2 separate regions of the Mus musculus genome follow, and region 1 is linked to region 2. The links are chromatin contacts, called in public Hi-C maps. All regions are on one chromosome and are shown on one strand. The core of a region is the stretch at or near the end of the contact, and the rest is flanking DNA. Distances in the headings are between cores, read along the strand shown. Region 1 holds the start of Klf3 (Kruppel-like factor 3 (basic)). Region 2 holds the start of Tlr6 (toll-like receptor 6).

Region 1 (7,018 bases), core at 2,979-5,478, 160 kb before region 2:
CCCTCTCAACTCTGCTGCACTGCTCTCCATGAACTCTTCTGTACCTTGTACTGGACTCTCTTCCTCCTGTGCTGTCTGTCTCTCCCTTCAGTAACTTTCCTTTTCTCTTTCTTCTTGCAAGAGTTGGGCATAGCATTCTGTCAAATCTTTCTCTGACTTGTCACGTTTTCTGCCACTCAATTAGAGATCAATTTCAAACATGGGTGCTTCCTTCTACCAACTAACTTTACCTTCATTGTTTGGGATCAAAGGTGGGTACTAAGGATGTGCCTATATTCCAGCCAGAGGCATGGAAGGTATGTGCTAAGAGCTGAGCCACACCCTAACTAGAAACAGGTTTAGATATCCTGTAACATATCCCTCTGCTGCCTGCCATTTGAGATGTGAGCTTTCAGCTGTTCTTTGTGGCAATGCCTGTCTGCTGCCAAGCTTCCATACCATTATAGTGATGGACTCTCATCCTTCTTGAACCATGAGCCCAAAAGAAACTCTTCCTTTTCTATGTTGTAATGGTTATGATGTTTTAGTCATGGCAACAGAAAATGAACTACGACTGGAGTTTGTACCAGGAGTGGGGTATTACTGTGACAGACTAACCAGGAGTGGGGTTTGGGGGAAAGTAGAAGACTTTGGACCTTTCGACTAGAACACAGTTGAATTTTTAAAGCAGGATTTAGTGGGATGGCCTTGGAAGACAGTGCTGATAGCCTTGGGAACTTTGGAGGAGCAGCTCAAAAGGCTTCAGAGGAAGCAAGGACTTTAACAGCAACTGGGCAGCTCTTGTGAAACTTTAGCAAAAGTGGTATCTGCCTCTGCCTTTGTCCTAAGAATTTGCCTGAGGTGAAGTTCAAAATTGGTGACCTGATTCCTTTGGAGGACATTTCAAGACAGCCTAATAATGACTGTTGCATGGTTATATAGGTCTACAGTAAAAAGAGCAAGTAGCATACGAAGAAATACAGGACGGACAGTTTGAAGAGGAAAAAGAGCACTGTGAGCCTTAGTGCTGCTGACAAGCCTAGTGAAGAAAGAGATAAGGAGACAAAGGATGGGTCTGAGCTGCATTGGAAGAAAGGTGAGAGCGCTCCAAGGGCAAGACCCCACCCAGCTAAGCTTCCAAAGAATTATCTTCTCCTAGGAAGGAACAAACACAAAAGCTACAGCAAATGCATTCAAGGGGAACAGGGTCCATCCCAAACTGGCAGCCAAACTGGGCAGTGTCGTCCATGCGATACTGACTTTAGTCATGAAGGCTATATAAATAAAGGGACTGTCCAGTCTCCACGGTTTCAGAGTGCCACCGAGGCCAGGTCTTTGGCAGAGAAATCTCTTCTCCGGGGACACGAAAGTTACTTGTGTGAAGCTGTGGAAGTGAGGCCCAAGCTGTTAGAGATGCCATATCAGTGAGATATCTACCAAGGAGAGCTGCCCATAAGGCGTGGAATGGACCCAAGAGAGACGAGTGTGTTACCGGCAGCAGAGCTGGAATGTTAGAGACATTTGGCATCAGACAAAGAGATAGAGAACTTTGGAGTTTTTCCCTGCTGCGGTTCAGAGTTGCTTTGCTCCAGTATTTGCTCTCTATACCTCCATCCCTCCCTTTTGAAATGGTTGTGTATATTCTGTGCCACTGTACATTAGAAGCATGTCACTTGCTTTTAAATTTTATAGAAAGTTATAACTAAGAGATTGTCTTGAGCCTTGGAAGAGACTTTGGACTTAGAAATCAGGGTTGGGACTGAAAGACTATGAGGACGTTTGAAGCTGGACTAAATGTGTTTTGCATTACTGTATGGTCAGACTAGAGATGCCAGTGAGCAGAACGTGCTGGTCTGAATGAGATCTTCTTGGGCACCTGAATACTTGGTTTCCTGTTGGTAGCCCTGTTTCCGGAGGTTTGGGAGATGCCTTGCTGGAGGAAGGGGGTTGCTGGGGAGTGGCTTGAGATATCAAAAGGCCACCCCACCCCATCCCCAGTTAGTGCTATGCTTCTCCAGTTCAGAATGTAAGCTCTCAGCAGGTCCTGCTGCCATACCTACCTGGGGCCACACTTTCCCACGGTGATGGTGATGAGGATGAAACCACAAACCCCAAATGAACCCTTCCTTCTCGAAGGTAGCTTGATCATGGCATTCAGCAGAGCAATAGAAAAGTAACTAAGACAGATACCCTTCGGTACAGATAGAAAGGTCGAACCCAAACTGAGTCACCCAAGAAACTGACACATTTAGATCTGTACTTTATTTAGAAAGGACATTCTTACTCCATTGCTTCCACTCTCTTCCCACACCTTTAATCATGCTACAAATGGGAGACACTGTTGCAACAGGGTGTACCAGGGTAGTGGCCAAGGAGTAAGTAATGATGGGAGACAGTTTGGCGATCTGCTAGGGAGGGGCAAGGGTCAGGGATGACTTCAGGCAGTTCCGACTTGCCCACCTGGAAGAGTTTCTGTGTCTCTTGCTGAGCTACTCAGCACTACAAGCACTCAGGCTTTGATTAGATCTTTTTCCCTAGAGGCACCCAAATCAGTGCTCACTAAGGTGTTAACCCCCACCCCCATCCCCACCCTTCTTATCTTGGGCCACTTTTCAAGCCATCTGATCTACTTTATCTTTTTTTTTCTTTCTATCTCTCATTTAAATCCTAGCCATTCAAATATATTGCTAATGATTGGTCACCTAGGAGCAGCAATTTACAAATCACACACACAAACAAAAACCCAACTTTTTCTTTGACTATTTTATTTGGAAATAAACCACCCAAGACCCTCACCACTTACATTTTAAACAGGACATTATACTGGAATGTGAACTAGTGGGTTCTGGGTCTCCTCAGGACAGACAATTTCAGTGTTGGAGGTTACTGGGTTCTAGTTTAATTGTACCTTGTAGTTACAACAAGGAGTGGGGAATCTATGTATCACTACGTTTTAAGTAGTACCATGCCTGGCTGAAGCATCAAAGTGAAGTGAGAATGGTGAACTTACAGGGCCTTTAAAACATCTTGAAGTAATAACAAGCCATAGACTGAAGCCGGGTTGTTTTAAAACATTACACAGAACTAAAACAATTGAACCAATTTGTCCTTTGTTCTTTTTATTGCGTTCCTTATTACATTAATACTGTTTTAAAAGGAAACTCAAAAGCCTCCGACTCTAGCCTAGCACCAAGCTCAGCGAAGTTGTCCTCGCGCTGGCCTGGTTTCCACGGAAAAAGTGCCTTGAGGCTCTTAAAGTGTGAAAGGAAAGGTCCCGGGGCTGAGCCCCAGGCCAGCCAGAGCTCTCGCCCCAGGTGGGAGGATCTGCCCGAAGTTTGCTAAATTTTCTGGCAGCAAGGCTGACCAGCGAACGCCTTTTCGCTCCAGAGCATCGGGCCCTTGGGGAGTCGCACTCCTCCGGGGGTCTCCACCTTTCCAAGAAAAGTCCCTCCAGGCTGGAAGCGGCCCCTGCAGGGTAGGCGAAAGAACAGGGGCGACCCGAAGTCTCCGAACAGCGCCAGCGCGCAGGCTGCAGCGCGACCCCTGTGCACAAGGCAGCGATCGCTCCTGGAGCACCGCGCTCCCCGACGTAGGGACAGGGCATCCTGGGCCGCAACACCCGCTCCACCGCCCTCTGCCCGGGAGGGGCGGCCCTTCCCGCGGGAGCGAGTGATTGACGGCCTCGCTCCCCCACTCCTCGGCTCGCCTGCGAACCCGGGCTGTGTGTTTTGGAAGCGGCGCTAGGGGCCGTAGAGCGTGTGACGCCCGGAGCGGGCCAACGCCGCCCTTCCTTCCCCCCGGGGCTCGGGCCGCAGCGAGGAGGCCAGGACAGCTAGGGCGGGGCCGCGGGCTCAGGGCGCCGGGCGGAGCGCTCAGGCGGGGTGGAGGCCCAGGGTGGAGAGCCGGGCGGGGGCCGCTCACGCCCAGCCCCGAGGCCGCGCCGCGCCTCCCGGGACAGGTCGAGCCGGCGGGGCGGCGCCCGGCTCCGGGGAATAATGAGTGTCTGTCAGGCTGGCCCCGGGTGACTGGGCGGGGCGCGGGCGGGGGCGGCGCGGGAGGCGGGGGCGGGGAAGGGCAGGGCGGGGTGCGTGTTTGCCAGTGACTCGCCGACCCCTCCGGCGGCTGCCTCCACCCAAGTGGGTGGGGACCCCTCCCAGCCCGGGCGGCTGTGGCGGCTCCCGCTGCCCCTCCCTGACCCTCCCACCCCGGCTCCCAGCCTCTACTTACCCCGCCAGCCCCGGGGAGGCTCGCAGAGCGAGCGGCGCCGGCGTCATGTGACTGCCCAGAGTTGGTGCCAAGGAGCCAGAGGGGAGCGGGGAGCCGAGCCGCGCGGAGCCGCGGCCGGAGCGCAGTGCGAGCGCCACCCGAGCCAACCCCACCCGCGCGTCCGTGCGGTCGCGGTCCCTATCCCGGACGCCGTCCGGCCCGAAGCGCTTGACCTGCCGGCCCGCGGGGTTCCGGGCGCCGGGGAGCCGGGCCTGGGTTTCTTGGCCGCTGCGCTCGGCACCGCGCTTGGCAGAGTAAGTCCCCGCGCCCTCACCTTGCCGTCCTGCGCCCCGCTTTGCGCCGCATCTGCTTGCTTCTCTCTCTTTCTCTCCTTTTTTTTTTCCCTTCGGAGAAAGCAGGACGCGGAGAACGGGTTCGGGGTGCAGCGAGGGCTCCTTCGGGCTTGGGAAAGTGCTTCGGAGCTGGGGTGGAGGAGCGAGGGGGAGGGGATGGCGGGCGGGATCGTGGGATAGGGGAACTCGGTGGATTGGGAGCCCGCGGGCGGGGCTCACCTGTGTGGTCCCGGGTCCCCCGCGCTCGGTTCCCATCGGAGCCCCCGGCGCACCCCGCGAGCGGCCGCGTTGGAAGGAGCCAGGTAGCGGCGAGGCCGCGCGCCTGCTCCTCCCCCTCCCGCCTGGACTCGGGGCTCCCGCCCCCCGCCCGCGCCCCCCAGCTGCCGCCCAGCAAACTTGGAGCCCAGCCTCCAGCGCCCCTGGCGAGAAACTTGGGGGCGATTGGGACTGAAGAAGCATCCCCTTTTCCGTACCCGGAGCGCGCTAACTGCTGGGTCATTTGGCTTGTGGGGGAAGGCAGGGGGGAGGAAAAGAACCACCGAGGTTTGGAGAGACTGCCTTTGGGGACTTGGAGAGAACCTGCCGCAGTGCCTGAAGCAAAGGATTGCAGCGTGGCTAGCAGTGCAGAGCGCCTTCGGTGTTAGGGAACCGGAGCCCTGTAGGGACCACAGGACAGTGGTGTGGACCAGAACCTTTGGATAGCTTGGAGGTGGCAAATAAGAGTTGGAATTGTCATATCCATGTCTTTGGCGGATAACAGAAACACTTCTGTAAATTTTTACTGCAGTACTTACAATAGTAGTATTTTACAATAATACTAATTGAATATGAATGAGCCTTTGAATAATTCAGGTTAAATGGACACTGGATAATGTTTACCTTGTATTCTTCAAAATAAACACTTTACACAGAGTCATTGAGATTTTATTTTACACGGAGTCATGAGATTTGGTTCTAAGAACTTATATTTTTTTTCCTCTAATATTGTTGGAGATACTTTATTCTCAAGAGTGGTGTTGGGGGGGAAGTATGAATTGGTATTCTGAATTCATTTGGATTTGATATCTTGTCACTAAGCAAAATTGAGTGAACGTGGGCCAGTTAAGATAAATGAGAACTTTATGCATAAATTTGAGGAACACTTTTTATAAGAAATTCTGCTTGCATGATAACTTGCCTCATCCCAGGAATGTAACAAACATCTTAATAATTTTGTAAGTTAGGGTTTATGAAGAAAGAGCCCCCTGAGTTATTCCGTGGCTTAAACGTGCGTGTTTACCTTAGGCTGTTTAGAGAAACCTGAAAGAAGATGTTTGATTAATTTATACTCCCTAGAGAAAAATCAGTTTTCTCATCATTGAGGTTTGCTGCAGACCGTCGCCGCTAGCCAAGTCCTGTGGAGGTGCTCTGTAGTGACCATTTGGCTGAAATTAAGGAGAGTATCAAAGTGTAGGAGTGACAGTAGCTGCTTGGGTTGCAAACCCTTCCCAATACAAAACTACATAGCTGTGGAGGGAGCTATTGTCTCTCTGCTGCAAAGTTTCTATATTAAAATGCAATCTTGTTGCTATGGGTACAGCGATGCCTTTCCCCCCTCCCCCCCTTTTTTTTCTTGTTAACCTGTAGTTTTGTCTACAGACCAATCCGTAAGTCCCTGATAATGGAAACCTGAGTTGAGTTAAATCATCTTGGCTAACAACATGTAAAGAAAAAACTACTGTGGGTGGGACTTTAAATGGACCCTGCTGCCTTTGAATATCTCAGGGAAAAGAGTCATTGTTAGATTATCTGGTAAAACTGGTGCTGGAGTTTACGAATTGCAGTAAAAATCACATTCCCAAAAGGGTGACTTTCAGTAGCTTTATGTGGAGAACCAGTGAGTAGCTATGTCCTTGACTACATTTGAAAAAAAAAAAAAACGAGATTTTCAAGTGGCTAAAGAGGCCAAGTCTGTCTTCTGTCTAGCTGTGACCAAAGGAAGCTTGAACTAGGTCCAGCTTTGGTTCTGTGGGATAACCCAGTTGTAACCTGGATTTTTACAGCAGTGCCTTCTCTAGATCTTCCTCAATATGCATGATGGCTAGATCTGGGCTAGATCTGATCATTTTCCATCGTAGAATTTAGTCAGGGCTGTTAGCCCTTGGGACCTGGCTGAAAGGGACAAAAGAAATCAGGAAGGAGGCTGGCACTAGGTAACTCGGAAGGTCTCTGCAGCTTGGAGATGATAAAATCGCATGTGTGCTTGGGATGTTTAGTGTATGCCCCAGCTCCTGTTTGTAAATAGGGCAGGTCCCCTTGTATAAAGCTGGTGTTATTATTCACACCCATAGAACAAACACCTCCACCCCCCTGTTGTTGTCTTAAAAAACTCCAGCTGCTCATGAATATAGGGTCAGGGAGGGCTGGCTAAATGTTTCTCTGTGCTCTCTCTCCAGCACTGCCGGCCGGGCTGTTTCCTGTTCTTTGTTTCAAGGCTGGGG
Region 2 (7,909 bases), core at 3,818-6,317:
TATATGATAACTCACTAAGTCCAGAAGAATGCAGCTTAGATGCAAGTGAGCAACTGGGAGCAGATCCAGTTGTCGGAACTTTGCAGCACTTAATCCCAGGAAAGTCAGCTTCGTCAGGTTGCCAAATTCCTTACACACAGGCAGTACATCAAAGTCATTGAATGAGAGGTCTAGATGCCTCAGGCTCGCCATAGGGCAGCAAGAGATGTTTTGCAACCGATTGTGTGAGACATCCAGGTATTCTAAGTCCTGATTGAACAAGAATACATGGAAATCAAGGCTCCGTATCCTGTTGTGGGAGAGTCTCAGAACTCTCAGCTCTGACAGAAAGCTGATATCAGGCATCCGAAGCTCAGATATAGAGTTTTGAGACAGACTCAGGGCTTTTGTTCTTGGTGGCAGGTCTTTGGGGACATGAGTAAGGTTCCTGTTTGAATAGTCTACCATAGACTCAAGTTCATTAGAGAACGGGGTCATGCTTCCGACTATTAAGGCCAGGGCGCAAACAAAGTGGAAACTCCCCACGATGGGTTTTCTGTCTTGGCTCATGTTGCAGAGGCTATCCCAGAGGGACTTTACCATTCTTCACAGCATTTTTACTTGGATCCAAGCTCTAGAAATAAGACAGACTTTAAGGTGAATAAAGATTAAGTGGTGAGTTTTAAGCTTCCATTTTCCAGGATTCTGAGAGCTTTCTTCTCCCACCCTGCACTCATCACCACCCCCATTTTTTATGTGATATTGTCTCGGTCTGAAGCCACAGGAAACAATATGAACTTTTAATCCAAGTACCGTGATTATCTGTTTTGATTAGTCTTGGGGATTCCTAAAGGATTCTCTAGGGGCCTCAAGTTTCTTTCCCATGCAGAGCTTTCTCAGGGCTGGAGCAGCCTTCAGGGTGATGTTTGTCAAAATCCGAAATTTAAAGACAAATGTATGATCTGCAGCCACCTGAACCAGAGGTAGCAAAGGATGAACAACAGACACAGGGAAGTAAGAGAACAGGAGAGAGGATATGCACACAGGAGAAGCAGCAAGAAGAGAAATGGAGAGGGGATGGAGGAAGGGCAGAGGGGGCAAAGAGGCCCAGGGGTATCAAGACAAATACACACTCGAGAATCTATACCATGGGGGCTCTGAACAGATCTGAAAAATATCTGAGTCACATCAGGGGACAGAAGCCAGCAAAAGACTGTGGACCAGCCCTTGAAGTCAATCAAGTCTCCACAACTTAATTCTCTCCCCCAACCCCCAACCCGTTCCCTAATGCTATCACATTGACAGTTTGGTGTCGGTATACACATTTCAGGGAAACAGAAGCATTCAGATCCTGGCAGGTTCCATCACTGGAGGAAGGACTCCACCTTCATCCGTTCTCTTGTTGTTATAATATAATACCAGGGATTGGGAAACTGGTAAAGGATAATTCTTACAGTTCTGGAAGCTAAGAGGCCAAGAGTTGAGGGGATGCCTCTGGTGAGAAACCCCTTGTTGGTGGGGACTCTTTGCAAAGCCCTAATGTCATACAGAGCATGACCTGATGAAAGAGATAAGGCGGGGGAGGGGGGAGAGTCTTGTAACAAGCCACTCCCTTTATGTCTCATTAATTTATTAGTCCATAAAAAGGTTGATCCATTTATGATGGTGCTGCCCAAGGCCCTGCCTCCAAAAGTAATTTTCATATGACTTTAGTGGTTAAGTTTCTAGCGTGTGAATCCTGTACATCAATATTTAAGCCATAGGAAAGGCCACAAATGCAGGCAGCTTCTAGAAATGGTTGAATTGCTTGATCTTCAACAGCACATAGAAAGAATTCAGCCTTGATTAAAGACCTACAAGATGCATCGTGGAACTGTAGAACAATAAATGTCCCTCATGTTGAGGCGCAGAGTTATCAATGGTTTGTTACCGCAGCAACAGAACGGACTGTGTTGAGCCATCTTTTTCATTAATCAGGGTAGTAAGCACTTTCACTGCGATCCCCAACACTTGGATTGTACAACTAGACTCACAATCCTGCAAAGAACCAACTTCACAGTAGCAAGGACCCAAACTCACCCGGGAAACAGATAAAAGAATAGGACAGATGACATGCTGTCTGTCCTCAGAACAAGGTGAGAGTCTGAAACAGAAAGGAACAGACTCTTGAAAACTCCAGTGATTGAAATGGAGAACTCTTTGGACGAGCTGAATCATAAAAATAGCCCCATTGAGTGGGATAGAAGACCAAGAAGGGAATTTTCCCTAAGGCCCACCATAGGAGGCCAAAGAGAAACCACAAAAGAAGTGCTAGAAGGTGTGGAGACCAGATCCATGGTTACACTCTGGGAGAATGGGTCCAATCCTCAGAGAAAGAAATTGAATGCCCCGGCAAGGAGGTTCCAGAATGAACTCCTAGTGGCTTAGTGATAGAGGACTTGTCTAGCATGCTTGAGGTTCTATGTTCAAGCCCTAGTACTATCAAAAAAGAAAGATAAAAAGAAGCAAGGCAGGGGCTGGAGAAACGGTTCAGTGATCATGAACACACACGTTGTTCTTACATGCCACTCCCAGCACCAGTAGGGCTGACAAAATGCTCAGACATATAACAATGAACAAATAGATTTCTTAAAAGAAAAAGAACAAGTAATTAGCAAAAATGTAGTAATGTTTACTGCTGAGCCACAGCAAATATTGATGACAAATATTTTTAGAAGAAATTGGGACTTAACTTTGCCAAGGATTATGAAGGAATGATTAGATGTTGGGAGAAAAAAGGAATGAAACTGACGCATGTTGGGAGTTCTTGCTTGATCGAGTGGAAGCTCTAGGTATCAATAAATTCAAGATGTGAGGAAATTATAAAGTTAAGTGTGGGAACAAAGCAAATGAGTCTGAAAAATTAGCGTAGTTCCACTGGGTAATGTGGTAATTTATGTAAATTCCTTTAAAATTCGCTGCTCTTTACTTCAGCAATTCCACAGCTGAGCATTCACTGAAGGGATCAGTAGAGGTCCACAGGACGGTGAGGTTGTGGGGATGCTCACACCGTGATAAAAACCGTGATAAAAACCGGAAAGATCAGAATGGCTAGGGTAGAAAATGATGGTTCATTCACAACGTGGCACGACATACAGCCTCGGTCACTGCATTAAAAAAAAAAATCCTGCAATATAGCATTAAGTGACCGGAAGGAAGGTTACCACACTGCACACCCACCAAGACTCTAATTTGTAAGAATACAGATTAGAGCATCTCAAAACCCGTGGGGGAAGAATGTGAAAAAATTATGCCTAATGCAAATAGCAGTGATGTCAGGATCAGGGCTTAATTTAATTTTCTTTTTTACAGTTTCAAGTATTTCTAAAATTTCAAAACTTTTAACATCTTCTGGGGTCTCAGGCTATTATCTCTTACAATCTTGTAAAAAGCCGTCTTTATTTGATGTGCCAGGGTGAAGTGATATGGGGGGAGTCCCCCATCTCAGAGGAGGAGGAGGGGGGAAGTTGGAAGAGGAGCTGCATGAGGGGGCACTGATAGGAGAGGGAGCTGATATTGGGATGTAATGTAAATGAATGAGCGAATTAATTAATTAATTAATTAATGGGAAAAGTTGTCTCTAACAGAATTTCAGCTTGGAGTGTGGAGGCGGGCATAATGTTCCACTCCGTGCTGAGGCAGTTGAGGGTTGCCGGGAGAAGAGGAGCCCTTGGTAAGCCTAACTCAGTCCAATATAAGGCAACATAGCCAAGAGTACATGGATAGCACAAGTTGGATTTGATGGGATTGGACGGGGGTGGGTTGGGGGGACACTCAGGTGGGTGGGTGGTTAAGAGTTAGGAAGGGGCGAAGAAAAACACAGTGTTCAAAATTCTCAAAGAACTAATCAATTAAAGCTCTCTTAAAATATACCCCGCCAAAAAGTTTTATATGCAAGCATGCTTGTATTATTTATGATATAAATACACACATAAAGAGGGCCCAACCTCTTCAACAAGGTGGCAGAGAATGGACATTCACGGATGAGGTCCCCTCCTACAAATCCCCCTCCCCCACCCCCCGAGGGCAGCTTACGTGTCTATGTTCAAGGGACTGTCATTCATTCAGCTGCCATGTCCCCCACATGGATATGCGCGTCCTGGAAGATGCTCAGAACCTCGAGATGTTCCTAGGGTGCACATTCTGGCAAACAGCCCCAGACTTTAATGAATTCGTAGGTAGCATGGGTGGGACAAAGGGGAAGGTTTATTTATTTATTTTAAAGGAAGTATGAGGAGACAATAAGAATTTGCTTAATACATCAAACAGAAAGTGAAAGAGAAAAGAATAGTCAACCACAAAACCAAAAGTGGTGGCGGATGGAGGGAGCGCCGTAAAAACTAAAGCTATGAGAAAAGGGGGGTGGGGGGGAGGGTTGTAATCAAGTCAACACAAGCACAAGAGAAACCTGGCTCTGTCAAACTTTGGGTTTGAAGGCCAAGTGCCAGCTTCCGGCTGGATTCAAAGTTACAAAGAGTTTGGGAATCTTGATCTCAGTCACTTCCACCAAATGTTTCTTCAGATTCTTCTGTGGACAAAGGGCACGGCAAAAACTAGCGCAGCGGAAACGAATTCACATAGGAGGGACAGAATTAAATCCTTCCTCCAAAACGCTCATAAATTAGTGAGAGGTACAGACTAATAAAAGATTATAGTACCACGTGATGAGGAAACAGAACACTGTTTTTATACACACAGCCCAGTGTGCTGTCACGACCACAAAAGACTACAAAACTTCGTGAAAGGAGAAAACAGCCCAAACCAACGGGACAGGAAAAGTCACAGAAGTCGACTCACTTCCTTGGCTACCGCTGAAATGCCAGCTGTTGTCTGTCTACCCGAAAGTCACAGAAAATTCTTAGGTAGTCCAAACGACAGCCACGCTTTAAAACACCGCCACAAAATCGTTTTGTAAAAATTTCAAAGAAAGGTTACCTATTTCCAGCACTGACGGTACCATTTTCTTTCTCGATTGAAATATCAACGCAGTAATTTGAAAAATCCAGAAAAGCCTTCTTACTTACCAAGACTTCCTTCTCCGAATTTCTCTGAAAAAATAAGTTGCTTGACCAACCCTAGTCCTAAGCCTGGGAACCACGGTACTTAGGAGTGGTTTGGCGTCATCTCTTGGTACTCGTTGGAATTACCCCGTGTATAAAACCCTTCCAAAGCAGAGGGGCTCTGAGCTGCCGTCTATAAATCTTTGCTTCAATCTTTAGATTCATATAAACAAGCAGATTATGAACATTTTGGTGTTACTACGAGTATTTATTTAAGGTATGTTTTGTCTGCTTTTTGGTTTTTATTTTTGTTTAGTTTTGTTGTTTGTTGTTTGTTTTGTTTTATTTCAGACTGAATTTTAAATTGCCACCAGGATAGAAGTTAGGAGATTCAGTTCTGTGCTGTGACAATCCTTCATATTTCCCCTACAAAATCACCACTGTCATTCGAGCAAGGTTTCAGCACCTTGGGACTGACAGAGATACTTTAAAAACAAAATAAGCTTAAAGCTCATGGCGTGCTTTTTGGAAAGCCGGTTTTCAAGAGAAGTTTCAGTGTCAATACACATTTAGCCAGCCTCGACAGTTTGTCAACATTCACTACTACTGGGAGCTTCAGTTCTTAATTCGGGAAGAGCAAGCGATGCTGGTCTTCTTCCACAGCAGCTTAGAACTTGGTTTTCTAAAGACTGTTTAGAATTTGAGAAACACGTTTAGTCAAGGCTGAAAGGCAAAGAGGATGAAGGGCAGACACTTTGAGCAGGTGTCCCTGTATCCCGGCTTCTCACTCGATTAACTAGATGATCGTCTCCTAATTGATCTCTCTGGCTACCATCATCTCGTCTTTGAACAAAAAAACAAAAACAAAAAACTACCAAGACTGTACGTTGGCCAATGATAAGCTGGAAATCACTTCTGCTTTCGGGAGGAAACGAAGAAGAACATCTTACTGCTCATAGTCACTCAGCAAACATAAGAGGAAGTCTTCTCCGAACTGGGGAGGCTCAGCAAGGAGTGATGGGGCAAAGCTGGCAACTAGTGTGTGGAGGGAGCGAATGAGTGGAGATATCCAGACCCGACTGGAGACCTAGGCAGAGGGGAGAGGAGCCAATGAGATGCAAGGGATGGCAGGCAACACTGGGCCTGCTTCTTAAGAAACCACATGATTCAGAGGTATACACACAAGCTTGAGCAAGCACGCACGCACGCATACAGGCACACACATACGTGCGCCTAGCATTGAAGAGCGGTCACATGACTCACATCTCGGTTGTATTGCACAGTAATGATGACCTTTGGGGATGCAAGTGCTACTCCTGTTGAAGCTGTCACAACTCTAAGGGGAAGGGTAGAGCCAACCTAATTCATGCAACTCACATGGAAGGGACCACATGACAGGAAAATGAGCAGAAAAGAGAACACATTGGGCTGAGTGCCTCGCTTAGCCAACTGTGTAGCTTTGGGCAAGTTGTGTAACCTCACTGAGATTATTTTTTCATCTACAGAACAGTCAGAGTTGTGATTTTTTTTCGAGGGATGATAATGAATACCAAGCAGCTGGAATGATAACTGACAAAAAAAGAAGCCACAAGAGTAGGAGATTTGGATTCTGTGAAAGCCATGTTTTCACATGGGAAAGTAGAAAGATCATAGAGCATTGAGATCACATGAAGCAAATCAGGAAGCAGAACTATGGCCTAGCACGCATATACAGGGCTCGTCTTCCTGCCAGCTTTACTCTGGGCATTTTACAAGTACTTACCAACACTCATAAAGGTGCTGGGAGATAAGTGTTCTACCCCCACCTCACACTGGTTCAGGAGTAGCTAAGAAATGGACTGGTCAGGGGCAGGCCGTCCCAAGACTGTGCTCAGCATCACAGTGTGCCAGGTCCCAAGTCTCACATAAGGAGACACCGAGAGGTAGCCATTTGACTCAGAAGCCGGAACTCAGGTTCAGAGTCAGAAGCCGATGGATGCCTGCGGCCAGAAGGCAGAGGGAGCACCACCCTGCCTTCACTTCCAACTGTCTGATTTCTAGAGCCATAAGAGGAACACATTGCTGTTGTTTTAAGCCACGTGGCTAAAGGAAATTTCCTATATCGGCCACAGGAGACTAGTAGCATTATCACATGCATATACTGGAACACATACAATGCTTTTCTTCAGAACTCTTGTCTTCCAGCATAACTAAGAGAGAGTCCCATTCACCATGTTATCCCCCTTTGTCCTTTAAAAAATACCATATATGATGTTTCATATTTTATGAGATAGCATCTTACAAGTGGGTCTCATATCGTCCTGCCTCGGCTCCCCGGTGTTGACATTGCAAGCATGCGCCACCCTATCCGATTTTATGTGTTATGCTACTTTAATTTTTTTTAAATGTCACAGTGGGATAAATAAGATAATATAGCCTAAAGCCAGTTAATATCCTGTCGCAGTTCAGACAGAAGGAAAACATTATTAAGTACTGATATTAAAGCTAACATTTGCTGTTGAATTTGTGGGGAAGACAAACCACGGACTGAATTAAAATGGTATTTGTAGTGCGTACAACCATGTAATGGTATCCAAACTATGTCAGGTTTTCCACACATCAATAAAAATGTGACTGAGAAACCCAAAGGGCGGGCACAAATTAAGCCAAGAATATAATCGGATGGATTGGGGGCGGGGCTAGAAATGGGTCTAACACGAGAAAGCACACGGCGAAGCATCCTCACTGCCTGTGGGAAGATACAGACACTACTCAGTGCACACTCCTGAGATAGACAAAGAACAGGACACTCAGAGATACCAAGTATGAGTCAGAATGTTAGAAACAGGAGCTTACCAACACTTCCCGTGCTCCCAAATTGTTAAAAAAGGCTCAGAGGAGCCAGATGTTGA

What was found. Hi-C and Micro-C count contacts between places; a contact is called where the count stands out from the background.
Region 1: a contact with region 2 is called in a Hi-C map of granulocyte-monocyte progenitors, with 2.6 times the contacts expected there. The contact joins the promoter of Klf3 here to the promoter of Tlr6 in region 2. A contact is called at or near these places in 3 of 39 promoter capture datasets (the C10 cell line, macrophages and pre-B cells), 13 of 484 Hi-C or Micro-C datasets (the AML12 cell line, the Ba/F3 cell line, the C10 cell line and 7 more) and 3 of 115 datasets of contacts at active chromatin or transcription factors (the SCID.adh cell line, effector CD8 T cells and memory CD8 T cells).

The regions. Positions count from the first base shown.
Region 1 is chr5:64,799,293-64,806,310 of GRCm38.p6, forward strand. It overlaps Klf3 (Kruppel-like factor 3 (basic)), which reads left to right and starts at 4,229. Exons shown (of 6, transcript NM_008453.6): 1 at 4,229-4,499. Gm38457 reads right to left here. Exons shown (of 2, transcript XM_006504241.4): 1 at 4,758-7,018; 2 at 3,078-4,667. The coding sequence starts at 4,997. The coding sequence ends at 4,203.
Region 2 is chr5:64,954,981-64,962,889 of GRCm38.p6, forward strand. It overlaps Tlr6 (toll-like receptor 6), which reads right to left and starts at 5,068. Exons shown (of 2, transcript NM_001359180.2): 1 at 5,043-5,068; 2 at 1-613. The coding sequence starts at 549.